Linked DNA regions of Mus musculus: region 2 is linked to region 1. The links are chromatin contacts, called in public Hi-C maps. All regions are on one chromosome and are shown on one strand. Each heading gives the region's core, a stretch centred on a gene start, on an enhancer-like site or on the middle of the called end of the contact. The rest is flanking DNA. Distances are from core to core; before and after follow the strand shown. Region 1 overlaps Atp2b1 (ATPase, Ca++ transporting, plasma membrane 1). Region 2 has its middle 19 kb from the start of Gm34983.

Region 1 (6,188 bases), core at 1,274-3,773:
GATGCTGGTGAGCTGAAGATGTGAGAAGTGTGCTTATCCAGTGTATAAAAGTTTAAAGCTGGGTAATCGGAAAACATGTTAGATAACGGATCAGGATCCAAACAGACAGATGGGAATGAGGCGAAACTTAATTGGCACCCATGTATGATCATCTTATATTTAATTCCAAAACATAACTTTACAAATATGTATAAAAATGTGTGAGCATATATGAAAGGCAAAGGCCAAATTTATCAAAGCTAAATATGTGTTAACTTGATATTACTTGGCATTATCAAGTTAATAGTAAGGTGTCAACCTTAATCACAAAACCACCAATTTTCTGGAATAATATTACATATTTTTAACATAATATAAGCATAATATTAACAACAAGCACAAGCCCTCACTTTGCTATGTAACAGTTATGAAGGAGTCATATAATTTAAGGGATATGGGAGATAAAATCTAATTTCCCATTTTACAGATGCTGAAGCCAAACACTTCTTGATCACCACACAGTAAACACTGAATTAGTAAAACAAAAGGAAACGGCTAAGCCTGAAGTCAGGGTACATGTCCTAACAATGTGCTGATGTCTACCTGCCACCCAGCGAAATAGCTGTCACAACATTGTACACTTAGCCATTAGATAGATCAAGGGACTCAAAAATAGTTTGGGACTACGGCTTTTACATATTCTCACAAAAGAAACATGTGAAGAGAATTCCGTCTTAACTCCCCTTCTCTCTCAGCATGTGTGGAATACGCATGCACATGTGTATCGGCATAAAATCAATTCCATCCCCCCCCCCATAGGCAGTCAAGAGACGGATCACTGGCCTCTGGAACTGTTTCTCTCTGTGACCAGCATTTTATCCATAGCTGCTTTGTAACTTAGAGAACCAGCCTGCTCTGTCAGTCTTCCTCAATTACATTCAAGTTAGTGTGGACAACCTGAACCTCAGCCCCTGAGAGCTGTGGTTCTCAGCGTTCCTAATGCTGCGACTCTTTAATACAGTTTCTCCGGTTGTGGTGATCCCCAGCCAGAAAATGATTTCTGTTGCTATTTTATAACTGTAATTTCGCTACTATTATGCATCAAAATATAAAGATCTGGGTTTTCTGATGGTCTTCGGTGACTCCGGCGAAAGGGTCATTCAACACTGTGATGGTTTGTATATCCTTGAACCAGGGAGTGGCACCATCTGGAGGTGTGGCCCTGTTGGAATAGGTGTGACCTGGTTGGAATGGGTGTGTCACTGTGGGTGTGGGCATAAGATCCTCACCCTAGTTGCCAGGAAGTCAGTCTTCCACTAGCAGCCTTTGGATGAAGACATAGAATGCTCAGCTCTGCCTGTGCCATGCCTGCCTGGATGCTGCCATGCTCCTACCTTGATGATAATGGACTGAACCTCTGAACCTGTAAGCCAGCCCCAATTAAATGTTTTTTTATAAGACTTGCCTTGGTCATGGTGTCTGTTCACAGCAGTAAAACCCTAAGACAAACACCCAATAGAGTCTTGATTTAGAGGTTCAGAACTGCTGCCTTAAAGGTCCCTTGAGGGGGCGGTAGATAATTACTACACGTTAGACCAGACCAACTGCCTGCTCCACTGAAAAATTACGAAAAGGAAAGAAATGCTCTACGCCGTCTTGTGTCTCAGCAAGAAAACTATAATCCTTCCACTACTTCCATAGCTACTTCTGCAGGAGTGCAAAACACCTTCCATCAGATTCCTGCCCTAAAAACCCGAAATCTTTCAACAACCGAGATATTTCTTCTTAAGAAGTGATAGTACCTTACTGCCAACTATTAGATATAATTCTAACAGTGGCAAGAGCATGTGGTCTGATACTACAGTGTTTCTCTTCAGAGAGAGCACATAATTTAAAATCACGAATGGTGGAGCTTCCTTTACAAATTACAGCGCATCCAAATTATTTCATTAAATCAATTAGAAATTGGGTTAGGAATTAGGAAGCCAAGGGAAAAATCAAATTTAATATGACTCAGAACTTCTGCTTTATGTTTTTCAAAGAACTCTAAAAGAACATAAAGTCTACATAGCTTAGTTAGAAGTTAATTCCTATTAAATGCATGTTCTCTCCCTCTCTCTCCCCATCTCTCTGTGTCTCTTTCTCTGTCTCTCTCTCTCTACACACACACACACACACACACACACACACACACACACACACACACAGAGTCCAAGCAGGATCTCATTTACACAGATCTGATACAACAGAAAACAAGTACTGTTCACAATGCCCGATTAATCAATCTCCAAAGATTCCTGCCTACCATTCTCACTCCCTCCGTAATTTACTTATCTCCTAGAAGACTATTCCAGGCAGAGATCGGGTACTGTAAAAGTAGTTGCAGCTGCGCCAAGCAGTAAGCCCAGCATGAATGCTTCGGCAAATGTCTGAGGGTAGGCGGGGGCGGATTCTTAGAACAGAAGAGGACCTAACCTGCTCTCTCAGCACAGCTGTTTTCTCAAATCTGTAACGATTTGAGTCACCTCTCTCTGTCTTTCCCAGTGACCTGTGACCCCAGGATAGGATCTGTCCTATTGATTTTTAACCCTCATCTGTGTTTGGGATCCAGTGAGGGCTCAATGTTTATTGAGTGGAAATGCTTTTAGTTTGTGCCTTGAGCTGTGATCTATTTGAAAAGGCAGCTCTGCATAAAGTAATGGCAATTCAATAACAGACCAGCCAAAAAACCTTACCACATGTTTAAAATATGTGCTAATTTCCGAGAAGGTTAGCATTTGAGGAGTCTTCGAGCCATCTTGGTATAAAGATGGGTCGTTTCTATTTCCCTCTGAATCCTTTTGGACAGTAGAGAGTAAAAAGTACTTCAGGCTGTGCTTGGTGACCCGTGCCTTTAATCCCAGCAATGGGGAAGAGGAATTAGGATCTCTGGGAGTTCAAGGCCAGACTGGTCTACACAGTGAGTGGCCAGCTACGGCTTCACAGTGAGACCCGGCTTCAAAAAAAATATGTGCATGGGTGTATATACATCCATCCATCCATACATACATTTTCAGAGAGTCTCAAATGAATTATACACTACTGACAACCATTTTGAACAATGCTCCTAGATCACTGAGAGCAGGCCAAGCAACAATTCTGAGCTTTAGTATTTCATAAAGCTTGGAGGATATAGCATGCTTATTGGAGGGATAAACTGTTAAAGTTAACCGTGCCAAATAGAAATATATCAGATCAGTACAGGAGTTAACTTAGCAAGGGCTCCTAAGCAACAATGGTATAAAACTCCCAATCCCCAACCCCACAAGTAGCCACAATCCCTTGAAACGCACTGTTCCGGTTTTCTTCCCTCTCTCTCCCTGATCAACTCCCTCCATTCCAGCTTCTCCTATGCAGGAGAAACTACTTTCTCGATGACCGGTGAATCCATGGTCCTGAACCTGAAGATCACACAGTCCTTGTTTGACTTCCTGGCAACCTTTGCTACTCTCTGCCACTGCCCCACTCTTGACGTTGCTGCTGTTTTAATCCCTCCACCGCTGGACTCTCCTTCCCACCACACGGTTGTCTCTCTCTGGCCGCATGTTTTCACTTTCCACAGCCTGCTCTGCTCCCTGAACAACTGTCAGGGAAGCCAGTGGGGCAGGGTTGGGTGATAGTAACTGTTTTCATCTGGTCTTAGTCACAGAAAATGAGATTGGCTTTTAGATAATAAAAATCTACTTGCAAGTGCAAGTGTAAGAATTTTGTTTTTCTCTTATTTCAGAATTTCACAATTAAAGCACACACAGCAGTCGGGCTCAGAGAAAGTATGAAAAAAAAGCTTCTCTATCTTCCCCTCAACGCAACCCGTATTCCCACGAACTTTTCATCTATAAAAGTGTATGCCAGCCTCAACTGAAGCAGAGGCATAGACTGGCCATTCGACCACATCTCTGGGCTTTTGATAACTTCCATTTCCAGCACATACTAAGACTACAAGCTCATAACAACACAGCACTTAGTGTATATAATCAAGATCTCAATGGCAATGAACTAAAGCACAGATATCTTAACGATAACTAGAGATCCGTTTGCTTTACAAGCAGGTAAGTTGGTAGAATCTTATCCAGTGGACTGGTGTGACACCCACATCTATGAGGAGACCGGCCTAATCTCGCAAGGATGTACCTACAGAATCAACAAACCACAACCTCTCGATTTAACAAACATGATAAATTTTAACGTTATTGCTACTATGTACTGCAGATCTGTACTTCTCAGCCCCACTGTCTACTTATTGGTAATGTTTGTAGGGCTCTTAAAATGGGCCCTGCTGGGCTCCACCTCAGAAAAGTCTTCAATTGATGCAGCACACAGTAGGAAAACATATTTCTAAATTCTGGGATGCTAGGGATGATGATCCTGCTGTCAATTTTGTAAGTCACTATTTTATGAGACTGTGACCTGAACTTTGACTCATGAACTAACTGTTGGATGTCCATCTTGATCCAAAAGTTCCTGGACTAAATAGGCAAATTACTCATTCGTAATTTGCATGAATAACTCAAAGCAGATTATTTTCTACAAATATTTTGTGAGCTGGTACTCTGAACTGTTTTGGTTTTAATACCAAATACACTGATATTTTTCTACTTAAGTCTCATATTTCACAAATACTGTGAATAATTTTCTACTTTCAAACTAAAAAAGTTTAAGCACCTTAAGGCATTGATTTTAACAAATTTAACAAAATGCTTGAATTACATAGCTACCTTCTATTCATACCTCTAAGATAAACTATACTTTTCCCCCCCAATTCTGTTGATCTACTTAGGCATCTTTCATTTTTACAGTAAGATTCTTGGTTGCAAAGGTTTTTGCTTAGGGGGGTGCTTTTGAAAAGCTCCAAAATAAAGTTAATTTTATATAATCCTGTGCAATTTACCAAATATAAGAACATACTATACCTCCGGTTAAATATGAGAACCAAATGTTCTATCATTTTCTAGTCTCTCTGGTGCTGAAATTTTCAGCTTCAGTCAAGGAAGAGATTTCTAATTTAAAACAGTGTTTTTCCCTTCTGTTCAGGAGCTAAGAGGCACCATGAACACTTGAATGTCACGCCAGCTGCTCCGCCGGCCTACTCAGTGCTCAAGAGCTTCTAGCCTGTCAATTCACAAGAGCCTACACGTACATGCTTAGGGAAACAGGATGCTCATTATGTCACCCAACAGCCTCACAAAAATAAAGCCGGCAGTCCTGAGGGAGGCTAACTCTTTTCTGCAAACTGACATGAGCTTTCTGTCTCACTAATTGAAAACTCTGTAATTTCAAGGATTTGGCCCAGCACTTGAAAACTGAGCACCAAGCCGAGAGGATGAGGCCCTTGCCCGTGTCTTCCTTTCTACTGCATTTATGGAGTCTGGTTGTAGATGGTCTTTTGCAATCTCTAGCTATAGGTACTGAAGAGGAGCTTGGAAAAAAAAAAATCAATACTCCCTTTCATGCTAGTTCAAGTAATGTGGCTGGAAAATAAACTATATTTTAAGAAGATATTAGGCAGCATTTGATTTATGGTTAACTCAATAAGTGCAGAGAGTCTGGGCATCAGAACTGTGGCACACTCCATCACATCACCAATGGTCCTCTAAGCTCTTCCCGCATTCCCAATCTTTCTCCTCTTACTCCCCCACCCCCACCAATTGCTGGCCTTCCTTTGTTCTGACCGTAACTAAAGGCCAGTGCCACCCAATAGGGTCATCACCTGGAATTGCTCTATTTTCAGATTTCCTCTCTGGCACAACTTCTCTGATTAGTTTACCAAATCTTGTCACGTGTTCTGACTTCTAAGGCCACCAGACTCCTTAGCAATACTAGCTTCCCTCAAAAGCTAACTTCCCCGTGTCTTTATGTATGACTTTCTCTGATCTTCCTACTAAGCCCATCTGGTTAATTACTGACCCCTGGAAGACACAAGCCATCTGGATTAAAAAAAAAAAAAAAAAAGACATCTTTAACTAATTGAGGAGTTGGGTGGAGAGAGAGAGAGAGAGAGAGAGAGAGAGAGAGAGAGAGAGAGAGAGAGAGAGAGAGAGAGAGAGAAGGACTCAGTATGCATCTCTAGGTATCCTGGAACTTGGTATATATGCTGGCTGGGCTTGAACTTGATGTTCTACAGTTTCTGTCTCGGGCTTGCTTGCACCAACCATACCCACTGAAAAACAAAC
Region 2 (6,188 bases), core at 1,575-4,074, 480 kb before region 1:
AGCAGGTTGGTAGTATTAGGATCTGCTCCCGCAGCGTTCAAGGAGGTTGCAGGCGAAGGAGTGGAAGATGCCATCAGCTCGGTGGTCTTGGGGTCTCTATTGTTCAAGAGTCCCCCGCGGACTGGGCGCAGGAACAGGCTTTGTTCAGCCACAGTGAACTGGACCCTCCAGAGATTCCTCCAGGAAGTATCCCCTGCTGGGCTCGGATGCGCCACAGGTGTACGCGCTGGGTGTCACCACAATGCTGTTTCTTCCTTGGTTGCACGATCCCTGGTCCGGCACTCAGGTGTTTTTTTGTTTGTTTGTTTGTTTTTGGTTTTTTTTTTTTTTTAAGAGTAAAAAGAAAAGAAAAAGATTTCAAACACAGAAGACCTCAAAAAAAGTTGTGTCACCCACGGTCCCTTCCTCTGTAACTAATGGAGAGAGTAAACCAAGAAAGAGGAACAAAATAACAGGAACCTGCAAAGACATCTCCAACGTGATGCCATGGTAGAGACTCTGAGGACATAAAAGCATGGGATTCACTTTGGCAGCAGGGAGCACACTGATCCTTTCACAGGCATCCATGATAATCTTACAGAGATTACACAATGTTCCTGAATGCATCCGAAGACGATTCATCATTTTGGCAAAAAGCTTGGGGTTACGTGATCAGATGAAATTAGACAATAAATGAAGCTTTCTGCCCCTGTTAATATTTACATAGAGGACTAATTGTATTTTAAATGTTAAAGAGACTGCAATTATTCACATAAGGATATCAAAAGACTCACAACGTTGACTTCCTATACATCCATGCAGTTGGGAACACACTTCACAAATCATTTCTGGGAAAAGGAGGCAGGAAACCAACCGCCCCAAACAAATTTTTTCAAGCCAAGAAATGGCTTCAGGATAATAAAATTATCAGTCTCGAAATGAAAACTGCTAAGTGTTCAAAAGAACAGCCAGTCCAGATGGAGCAAAGAGGCACCCAAGAGATGCAAAGAGAAATTAAAGTTGACACTTTGTAATTGAAAACATTTTTAAAAGATGACAATGTAAATTGAAGAAATTAGGAACCTTAAGAAATGTCAAAAAAAATGTAAAGCTAAAATGAGCATACCATTCAGTCTGTGAATGCTGTCCTTATGGTATGAATATATAAACACGACTTGTTGACTCATTCTTTCAACCAAACACAAATTATCATTGTTTTTTTTTTTATTTACAACACTGATGGTAAAAATTACATTATTAGGTTTATTGACCAGAATGGCATTGATAAATTAGGCAAAGGAACAGTCAATTTACAAAGGAATTATAGTAACCATCAAAAGCCTATTTTAATGAAGAACAGTACCAATAGCTATCTCTGATAAGGTTGTTTCTTATATTTCTGTATACTAACTGCCCAAAAGGCCAACCTTCTAAAGAATCAGCGCTGAACACGAACAACAGTGAATACTCAACACCTGCTCCTTTAGTTAATAGTCCATAAAAAATGGTTTTATGATATTTTACACAAAATTATAGATGAGTCAGTCTATGTACTGACAATATTCATTAGCATAATACCCCACACCACACACATTACAATAGTAAATGCTTGCTTGAGAATAAGTTCACAGACAGCTTAAATGCAGAATCAGTAAGTAACCAGTTCCCTACTGTGTGCAAATTAATTCCCTACTTAATGCTCACAGCAATAGGAAAACACAGGAGCTTGGCCACTTTAGGAAGGGACTTTAAACCTAACTGGTGAAAGACATATGAATAAAATAGATCGCTGGGCCCCTAGGCACATCCTAAGGAAGATGCTAACAGAATAAAACTGGCAATTAGTGAACATTACACATTGTGTTCCATTCGTTCTGCGTGAAAATCAAACAGAAAAGCGCTCGAGAAGTCCATAGTGCAGTCCTCATTGTGACATGTCCTGAAAGGAACGTAAATCATTTTCTTTAACAGCACTGAGCTTGTTTGTTTTGTCGGATTGCCCACTCTAGTTCTTGAGAAATAATGACCACAGCTCCTCCAACGGCCTGCAGCGTTCTCTAAGGTTCCATGGGAGAGCTTTCCAGATGAGATTTAAACAAGCTGAGGTTTAAACACAACGTGGTAGCCAAGGCTGCCATTTTAACCTTTTAAATAATACTTTTTCGCTAGCATGCTATCACAATACTATCATAATGTTTAATAAACAAAACCTCAGCAGAGCTTTATGCTAGCTAGTGCTGGGTGCATTGACTTGGCATTTCCAACTTGACTCAGGTTTCAGTTGATCTCAGGAGGAAGATTTCTCCTACAGCCAGGGTACCCACAAGACAACAAGGTGATTGCTGAGACCTCCCATTCGCAAATACATCTCATGCTGATCACAATTTGTTTCATGATGTATAAAGAGACGAAAATAATACAAAAACAAATAAGATGATAAATACTCCATACAAATCATGTCCCAGCGGGTCTCATTTCACGTCTTCTGATTACAGCATTGGTTCGTTCGGTTTATCGGCTTTGTGATGAGTGAATTTGTTGAAACTGAACTCATGAAGTTACTTCTACTGCTAACATACCTTCTACCCGAATACAGCGTAGTGTTATGAGATATTTTTTGAAGGGAATTTCTGGACAACTAAATTCCACTGGGAAAGTTGTTCTGCGAAATCCTTTCTAGATCAACAAGATTATGCGTCTCTGAGAAAGGCTCCAGTCTACAACAGAAACACCGAACCATCCTAGGGTTTCTAGCCTATCGAGCACTCTTCACACCAGTAGGGCCACCAGCAGAGTCAGCCTAGGGTGCAGTATGGTCTTCCTCTTCCCACTGGGTTTTGCACAACACCTGCGAGTTAATCAGGATGTTTTGGGGTGTGCCTGCACTTCTCTGTCAACATCTCAGCTTTGGGCAGATGCCAGCCTGTAAGAGATTTTCATCTTGAGGCCGCTTCCTTTCTTGCAACACTGGTTGGACTGTTGCCAAAATCATCAAGCTACCGAGGGAACATCCCTTTTTACTTACTCCCATCCATTTCTGGATCAAAGAACCAGCCCTGAGTGCTACGACTGAAGATAGGCTTTTTTCCCCCACTCCTTCTTATTAATTACTCAACTAAAACAATCCTCACTAATCTCATTAGTCCCTTCTTTTTGACATGTTACTATCTCAGTACTGAGTTCATCTCAAGGATTTCTGCTTTGGTTTTGTTTGTTTGTTTTGCTTTTCGATTAAAGAAGAACGGAATGATTTAGGGCTACAATAATACTTATCATTCTATGAATATTCAGGTCTTTGTTTCTACATAGAAATAACAATGCAATTTCAATGCCTAATGACTATGGCAGTTTGTGTGTGTGTATGTGTGTGTGTGTGTGTGTGTGTGTTTGTGTGTGTGTGTGTGTGTGTGTGTGTGTGTGTGTGTATACCCACGGAGGCTAGAGATGGACATTGTAATTTTGCTACTCTTATGAATCATAATGTATATATGTGACATGCAGGGTATCTGATATGTGACCCCCATGAAAGGGTCATTAGACTCTAAAGGGGGTTGCAATCCATAGGTCAAGAACCTCTGTTTTACGCCATACTTTTGAAACAAGATCTCTCACCAATCTTGGGGCTCCATGATTTGGAACCCAAAAGTTCCAGGTCCCTTCCTCTTCCCATCCTAGTCGCTGGTTCCTGGCACTCTGATCACAGTCACAATCTATTTACCCAGCTTTATACGTGGGTGCCAGGAAGCTGAACTCAAGTTCTCATGCTTGCCAAGGCTAGCACTCTGCTAACTGGATTCTCCATTCCTCATTGCAGCATTTGTAAATATTAATCTCCACACATGCCGTGTATTTACTGACGCCAATGTAATGAAAATTGAAGCAACAGTGAGAATGGCCAAACCCCAACACACTGACAACTATAAATTGCTACAAAAGTGTGGACCACAAGAACTCATTTATTGTTGGGACAATACAAAATAGTACCATCATGGTAGAAGACAGTTTGGCAGCTTCGTGCAAAACACAAACTGTATGATACACCAGTCACTCTTTGGTGCTCAGTAAATGGAGTTGAAAACGTGTGTTCATGCAGGAACCTGAGTATGAATGTTCCACACTCAGTGGAACAAAGCTTAGATGCAGTCCCTCATCAGTGAATAGATAAATTCTGATACATAGAGTGGGGATTTACTCAGTTGTTTTAAAAAAAAAATGAGCCAATACCAAGCTTAGAATGCAGTTCAGTGGGAGAGTTCTTGCCTAGCATATCGAAGGCTTAGGTTCCGCTTCCTAAGGCTACAAAAACAAAACACTGGAAAAAAAAAACATGGATGCATTAAATGCATAGTGATAAAGTGAAAGAAACCAACATGAAAGGGTGCGTCCCATATGATTCCAATGTGATGTCATTCTGGAAAAGACGAAATTATTTAATAGGATTAAATAAATAAGTCGGTGGTTTTATAAGGACTAAGGGAGAGAAAAATAATTACACAGACCTCAGATGAGTATATTTGCAATGAAAACTCTGTCTGATGCTATTTGGCACATTAATGTTGTTATATATTTATCCAAGCCTATGTTTAACAGCAAGTGAACTCAAATGTAAGCTATAGACTTGGGGCAGTTACATTGTTCTATGTAGGTTCATCATTTGTAACAAGTGTACCATGTTGATGAGGGATGTTGATATTGGGGAATATTGATCACTGTGCCTGTGAAGGGGTGTTAGGAGAGAAAGTGTGGGGGCATACATGTTCTCTGTAGCTTCTCCTAGTTGTAAGTGTGGAAATTTCCTAGAAATCTAAACGTGAACCACCGGATCCCGCTCAGTACTTAGATACTAACGAAGAGTTTTATCTTAGCTTATGCAGTAGGGACTTTTCTCTTGGTTGAACCTGAGACCTTGATTGAATCTAGGAGTCAACTTCTTAATGCACTAATATATCAGGATGGAGAAAGTTTTTCTCTCCAAACAATGGCTCAGCATACTAAAAGGGTCAATCTAACCTGAGGCATGCTATCCAAGGAGGGCATAGCCTCCTGAACATATGTAGAATGAGACTCTGTCTAAAAAAAAAAAAAAAAAAAGAGGAGGAAGAGTAAAAAGGAGAAAGAGAAAGAGAAGAAGGTAAGGGAGAGGAGGAAGAGAAAAAAGAAAAGAGGAAGAAGAGAAAAGAAGAGGAAGAAGGCAGCAAAGGCTATAAACAAGAAAGGAAAGGAATGTTCATCTAGACCAGGTCTGTCTTTGTATGAAAGACTTTCCCCTATCACCGTTTAAATTTTACTATTAGAGAAAATTGGTTGTTCAAATTGCTCAAAGATGTTTTAAGAAAAAAAATTCACTTTCTCCAAAGTCTTAAGATCAGGAAAATGGTACACTTAAAATTGTCTGCTGCTGTGATCAGTAGACCTGATTTGGACTATATTACTCAACCTGTTGACGTATTCAAACCCGAATACTGGAAAGAGTAGCAATATCACAGCTCCAGAGCTGGCCACAGAAAAGGATTGACCATGGTATGCCTAGCCCAGCCTCTACACTTAAGATTCAGTGAACATCATAGAAGAAGGAGTAGCAAGAGCCAGGAAACCAGACATCTCCTGTGAGGTTGTGTCTTCTGTATATGATAGAATCTACAACCCTGAATCTTAACGACATGGTTGCCTAAACAAGACCTGCAAAAGCACAATACTGATTGACATGCCAGTGTGGGTGGATGAAATATCACAAGGCCTGACCCCTAGATAAAGAGTTGTAGGCAATTCCTGGCTGCTAAGTGAGAGAATTAGTTTTCTCAGGGAGAGGCCCCGCCCAAGAGGTTACACAGTCCCAAACCATCAGCCCTAAACACATGTACACATCAAGATCCCTAAACAGACCCAGCAGGCTATGTTTATATCTACACATATGCATTATTATCTGTAGTCAGCTTACTGTTCAGAGTACACCACAATTTCTCACTGCTGTCTAACTGTAACTTACTACACTAGACTGGCCAATCTCTTACCTCCCTCCAGACTCAGCCCTCTCTTTAGCTACTGGTATAGCATTCTACTCTCATCCTGACGTAATAAGCTGAGACCATAGCAGTAGCGACTTTTAGACCCTAGAACTCAGTAGCCAGAACACCAGATGAATGTATATGAATGGCTAGAATTTAATTAATTGCTCATCCGTTACTAATCATTATGGCTCAGGATGTAAT

Evidence for each region. Hi-C and Micro-C count contacts between places; a contact is called where the count stands out from the background.
Region 2: a contact with region 1 is called in a Hi-C map of liver, with 2.2 times the contacts expected there. The contact joins two enhancer-like sites. A contact is called at or near these places in 1 of 39 promoter capture datasets (liver) and 1 of 484 Hi-C or Micro-C datasets (liver).

The regions. Positions count from the first base shown.
Region 1 is chr10:98,958,531-98,964,718 of GRCm38.p6, reverse strand. All of the region lies in intron 1 of Atp2b1 (ATPase, Ca++ transporting, plasma membrane 1), which reads right to left. Among named protein-coding and RNA genes, the nearest start is that of Atp2b1, 46 kb to the right of the region's middle. Within about 2 kb of position 2,523, at least 34 of the 459 cell types and tissues checked have an H3K27ac peak or open chromatin away from gene starts, as enhancers often do. A contact at or near this core is called in liver, where this site is marked.
Region 2 is chr10:99,437,932-99,444,119 of GRCm38.p6, reverse strand. It overlaps the pseudogene Gad1-ps. Among named protein-coding and RNA genes, the nearest start is that of Gm34983, 19 kb to the left of the region's middle. Within about 2 kb of position 2,824, at least 73 of the 459 cell types and tissues checked have an H3K27ac peak or open chromatin away from gene starts, as enhancers often do. A contact at or near this core is called in liver, where this site is marked.